Regions from separate parts of the Zea mays genome. Here region 1 is linked to region 2. The links are chromatin contacts, called in public Hi-C maps. All regions are on one chromosome and are shown on one strand. The core of a region is the stretch at or near the end of the contact, and the rest is flanking DNA. Distances in the headings are between cores, read along the strand shown. Region 1 holds the start of LOC100273874 (S-adenosyl-L-methionine-dependent methyltransferase superfamily protein). Region 2 has its middle 6.6 kb from the start of LOC100193815.

Region 1 (2,862 bases), core at 318-2,817, 430 kb after region 2:
CGGCGGCGGTCGCAGCTACGGTGGTAGCTGGGGCGGCGGCCGGAGATCCATCGGCGGGGGCGTTTACGGGGGCGGCGGCTACGGAGGAGGAGGCGCGGTGGCCACGAGGGAGCCGACGGCCGTGAGGGCCGCGCCGCGCCGGGTGCAGGTGCCGCCCCGGGAGGGAGGAGCCTCCCGGGGGCGGGGGCGGCTCAGGTAGGAGTAGTGGCGGCTGTTGCTGTGGGGTGGGAGGAGAAACATAACCCTAATCCTCTGATGCCATGTAAGAATACTCACAACCCTAACCCTAATGGGCCGGCAGCCCAACGGTGGTGCTGATCCACTCACACACACAGTCTAACATTTATAATGATATTTGGCTGGAGTAAAGTGCAATGGCGGCCCCTAAACTTGTTCAGGTGTGTCAGAATGACAGATTAGGTCCCTAAACATTATTTTGATGTCATTTTAGTCCAATCTGCTGTGAACAAGACTTGGGTAGCTGACGTGGCCTTGCCTCCGTGTTGTCCACGTGGCACGGCTTTGCCACATGGCCGCCGCCTGGTCCTTGCCGCGTCCTGCTCCAATCATGTCGTGCGACGTGGACGACACGGTGGCAAGACCACGTCAGCTAACCAGGTCGTATTCTCGGCCGATTGGACTAAAATGACATCGAAACAATGTTTAGGGACCTAATCGGCCATTATGAGAGTTTAGGGACCGACTTGACACCCACTTGAACAAGTTTAGGGACCGTCAGCGCACTTTACTCTATTTCGCTGGTTAAATGTGCATGCTACACCTACACTTTCATGGTAAACACTAATTTTAAATGTGCACTAACATAATTTCCAAAAGTATATACTATTCAAACAATAATCCTAAACATCACATTGAAGCTAAGGTATTCAGTCCAAATCAGATTGCAGTAACTCCCTTAAGGCTTTAACATTAACCCAGTAACCTATCAACATGACATGCGACGATATATATTCCTGAGCATTTAAAACCATTTGATCAGAATTGTTCAAGCACAAAACACGGGAGCTAAAAGCTGAAATGGATCACTACTGCACGGATTTTGCTTTCACCGTTACTGAAAAGTCAAGGATGGCTCAAAATGCCAATGTTCCCATTATCATCAGTAGCCCCAAACATCCCCTAATTGTGTAGTAGAGGGCCAACAGCTCAAATCTCAACACAAAACTAATCGCCTTGAACTAAAATCCACAACACAAGGAGCAGCGTTTGGGCCTTCCTTGTTTGCAGGAGCAAGCTGCCTTCTGCCTTGTTATACAGGCACGTCTTCCCGTCTTCTTGAATCGCTCGACGGACGAAGATGAAGCGGATGCGAATGAACGACAAAACAAAGCGGACGCAAATGTTGCATGGGGTAAATAAGGGAAGGAATCGGCGGAACCTAGGGCGCGCGCGGAGGAGGAACGAGCAAGCAGCGCGCGGCGAAGGATGCTCCACCGCTGGGTGGCATTGGAGGCGGCACGGGATCCACTGGGCGCTGACGATGGGGATGGAGAGGAAGAGTCCATCGGAGGCTCGGAGCTCGAGATGCGTCACGTTTGTTCGTGGCGAGCACCTGAGAGATATTGAGGACTAGTTCGATTTGGTCATTCGGATTTAGGGGGTGTTTGGGAGTGAAGTTTTTTCACAGTTTTGGAAAAATACTGCAGTATTCTCAAATACTGCAGTATTATATACAGAATGGTGTTTGACAAGCTGACTAAAATCTCTGTTTTCAAAACTGAAGTATTGCAAATACTATAGTTGTCTTAAGAGCATCTCCAACAATGCCTTAAACTAGTGCCTCAAATTGAAATATAGGGCTCTACACAGGAAAAATCACTCCAACAGTGACTCAATTCAACAAATTTTGTCAAAAAACTATAGGGCATCCTCTCAAATGCCTCAAATATACTACACCGTAGTGAGCTGCCCTATAATCTAGATTTGAGGCTTTACTGTTGGAGCGGGGTGCTTTGTTGGTGCCCTAAATTATATAAAATTTACTTATTTTTAAATTATAAGGTATTTTTATAGGTCACGTTGTTGGAGATGCTCTAAGGTATTCTAAACTTAGGTCTGGACCTCAGTTTTCAAAACTGCGGTATTGTAAACTACGGTATTATCATGGCTAAAGTATATTATAGTATTTTAAAAACTGTGGTTTTCAAAAACTTTGTTCTCTAACAGGACCTTAGAGCTTGCAGTTGCAGGGATCGATAACGCCGCCTTCTTTGGCGGATCGAGCTCGGCTTCTCTGTTCTCTCGGCTCACATCGCCAGTCGCCACTCGCCAGAGGCGCAGCCGCCGCGCATGTTGGGCTTCCAGGAGTTTTTTGGGCCTATAGATCTCACATTCTCACGGACTGGGCCCAAAAGTGCTGTGCTAAGTTGAATTACGAAAGGGCCCGCATTCGGTGGTCTGTTACCTGCTACCACTGTGCATCAAGCGAATTTCTCGCGGTCGGGCGTCTAGGAGAGAGAGCTCACCTGAGCCTTTCCCAAGTTGTTTCTCTTCTCTTGCTCCGCAAACCAGCGCAAGCCCTTCCCTGACAGCGGCGGCGACATGGTGCTCGAGGTACGACATGCGCCCTGCTGCCGTTTCTCGCTCCGTGAACTCGATCCCCAACTAATCTCCTCCCCTCGATTGGCTTTCCCCTGCAGGCGACGATGATCTGCATAGACAACTCGGAGTGGATGCGGAACGGCGACTACGCCCCGTCGCGGTTCCAGGCGCAGGCCGATGCCGTCAACCTCATATGCGGTGCCAAGACCCAGGTGCCAACCGGCGGTCTCTCCATCCACCTATTCAATCGATCGAACTTTCGATGTTTCCTGTGGGCTAGGGTTTCTGGGATTCCGGATC
Region 2 (2,789 bases), core at 195-2,694:
CCAAGAACATCGTCTACCTCGATACCTTTTACATTTTGTTTATCGCTATTCACCCCTTGTGCATCAGAATTCTGCTTGTTTGCCCGGGCACTAATAAGCTGATGGAGACTATCAGGCAGTTCTTGGACGGCGAAGCGTCACGCTCTGACACGAAGCATGCACAGACTGAAAGCCGACGCCACGCCATGCCGGTGGCCTGGCGCAGTCCTGCGCTTAGGTTTCAGCTCCGGAGTCCCCGTCAGGTATCAAGTTCATCTGCCATCGAAAGAACATCTCCTCCTTCCTATTGGGTAGGAACTCGGAGAGATGGATGGAACGGGCCGGGGGCACGCACACGTGCTTGCCGCATGCTTCCCGCGCGCGTTTGGGCTAGCGTGGGAAGCAACAGGAATAATGGCAGGATTACTCTTGCGTGTCAGCAACCGCACAGAAGCTTAGCTAGAGCCAAATCTGGTGTCGTCGTTTCAGCTTCTGGGACATCTACGCATCAGACTCGTTGATTCCAGCTTCCATGCTGCTGACAGTACATGCATGTATATATGCGCCTGTAAGACTGTCTCCAACAGATCGTTGCACTGTATATAGCATTGTTTGTAGAATGAAATTTTGAATAGGAGGTGAGATAGAAAATGAGATAGAAAATGTGTTGGAGATAGCATAAGGAGCGCTGTAGCAGGCTATGCAGCGACATGTACTGCTGCAGGGGAAGTGTAAAAACTTGAAGCCTCGTGCTGAACTAGTACTAGTAGCTGGGATTAAACAAACCTCCAATTGAATGAACAATAACAGATGAGCAAGCAAGAATTGACGTGCAACTCCGTGTTGACTTCTTTCTTGTCATGTAACATGTCCAAGCGTGTGGAGGCATAATGGCAGGGTATATAATATAATATATAAGCAACAGGAGAGTTTCACTTCCCCGAAACATGTATAAAAGAGTATATATATAGTACTACTATTCTTTCAGCGTACGTCTCTTTTCTTCAGTTCCTTCGAATGTTTGCATCAAAAAAGCATCTAGTACCCCAGGCTAGCTTGTTTATTCCTCGGTCGGAGTTCCCTTGGGTCCTAATTCAGATCTCTTTGGGAGCAGTGGGCAGTGTGAACATCCCAAGTCTCCTCCGCATTAAACTAATCACTGTCAAATCTCTAGCCTCTCTTCACATGCATGCATGAATGAGGAATAAACATCCATGGGCACTGTGGAGCTCTAGATTTCACAGCTCTAGCTAGTCGTGTAAACAAGACCATGCATATATACTCTTCCTCTAGCTGCTGAGGGTTTGACTGTCAGCAGTGCACAGGACAGAATGGGGCACTGCACGTGCTTGCCTTTGTTTTTTTTTTCAGTCTCGCACGCGCCCTCTATTGGGCCCATGCATGTAGGGGTGTACCGAACTGCAGTGCTGACTGCTGAAAAGTGAAAACTTTTAGGAAGTGAGTAGAGTAGGTTCTCTTCTTGTTCCCCACACTGAAGACTTGAAGTGCCCTGCACTGCCAATAGAACTGGGCTGGGGTGGGTGGGAGTCTGGATTTGGTTCAGAAAAAGTGTCCCGTCCTCCAGGTGTACCGGTCCCTGCTCCATCTGCATGCACCCTTCGTCCAATCATTCAGGTGTATCAGTCGCCTCAGCATTGATTATATAATATTGTTACTGGCTGCACTGTACCATAGCCCATAGATTTGGCTCGCTGCAGACATGCATGGCTTTGTTCACTAGCATCTTATGGCAAAATAACAAAGTAACATGAACGGGGGACCTTATCAATGTTTGTTAGCGTTCCTTCATATACTACATGTACTTGAGCATGGAACAAACTAAAGGGACGTAGCAGAAACATGTTGTGTTCAAAATCGCGACAAATTCATGAAAACATGGACAAATTATCAAGTCAAGACATTTTCTGTTATCTAACTAGTAACCAGTACGTGACGGCTTTTACCAAAAAAAAAATCTTGTATGCTGGGGCATGCCCCTAGCCTGTCTAGAGCAGATGCGGCTCCTCTTTTCTGCGATAGCTGTCGGCAAAACAGATGGTCACCCTGCTGCCTTCGGAGCTGACATCTTGTCACTGAAACCCATTACCTCCTGCAGGAATTCAGGGTGGGGAGGTACTCCCAGCTCAGCTCACTGAAAGCAATAGAGAAATCGCGGGAGGTGACAGGCCCACACGCCTCAGGCCTAGTAGCTAGCTTTTGGTGATTTCTATGCGCTGACCACACGAATGGAAAGGAACAACTAAAACAACTGTGCTTACTCCTCCTACCAAGGCCACTTATTCCCCTATGTACATCTGTTAATTCTGTTTCATGTGATACTAGTTTCGTCGTCCAAATTATAATTAGTGTGTTTTTCAACCCTCAACTTGCACATAAGTTTGGTTTTCAACCTTAAATTATAAAGCTGGGTACTAGTAGTAGACATCCTCCAACTCCAACCGTTGAAATCGGACAAATTTGGTCCCTTGACTAGTGTCAAAGGTGGCCTTCATTTTATAAAAATAACAAAAATATGCTTTAACCAATAAAATGTATAAGTAATCTATTTTAAATCGGAAATGTGTGAAATGTTTCAGTTTTTTTTTTCTAAAAAAAGTTATCTAACTGTTGGTAACCTATTTACAGTTATTCGAAACTTATTTAGCTTTGTTTCTACTGTTTCATTGCTCTTGCGGACTGATCTATTGAAAACGTGAACCAAGAAGATTTTAAATAACTACAAAGGGGGCATAAACAAATGAATACTATTTTCAGGAAAAAAGAATGATATTAGTTTCACATTTTTATTT

What was found. Hi-C and Micro-C count contacts between places; a contact is called where the count stands out from the background.
Region 1: a contact with region 2 is called in a Hi-C map of ear, with 1.7 times the contacts expected there. The contact joins the promoter of LOC100273874 here to the enhancer-like site in region 2.

Annotation. Positions count from the first base shown.
Region 1 is chr9:149,309,880-149,312,741 of Zm-B73-REFERENCE-NAM-5.0, forward strand. LOC100273874 (S-adenosyl-L-methionine-dependent methyltransferase superfamily protein) reads right to left here and starts at 1,568. Exons shown (of 7, transcript NM_001360481.1): 1 at 1,400-1,568. The coding sequence starts at 1,526. LOC100283637 (26S proteasome non-ATPase regulatory subunit 4) reads left to right here and starts at 2,471. Exons shown (of 11, transcript NM_001156538.1): 1 at 2,471-2,574; 2 at 2,661-2,774. The coding sequence starts at 2,563.
Region 2 is chr9:148,878,782-148,881,570 of Zm-B73-REFERENCE-NAM-5.0, forward strand. No RefSeq gene overlaps it. Among protein-coding and RNA genes, the nearest start is that of LOC100193815, 6.6 kb to the right of the region's middle. Within about 2 kb of position 1,445, at least 11 of the 20 cell types and tissues checked have an H3K27ac peak or open chromatin away from gene starts, as enhancers often do. A contact at or near this core is called in ear, where this site is marked.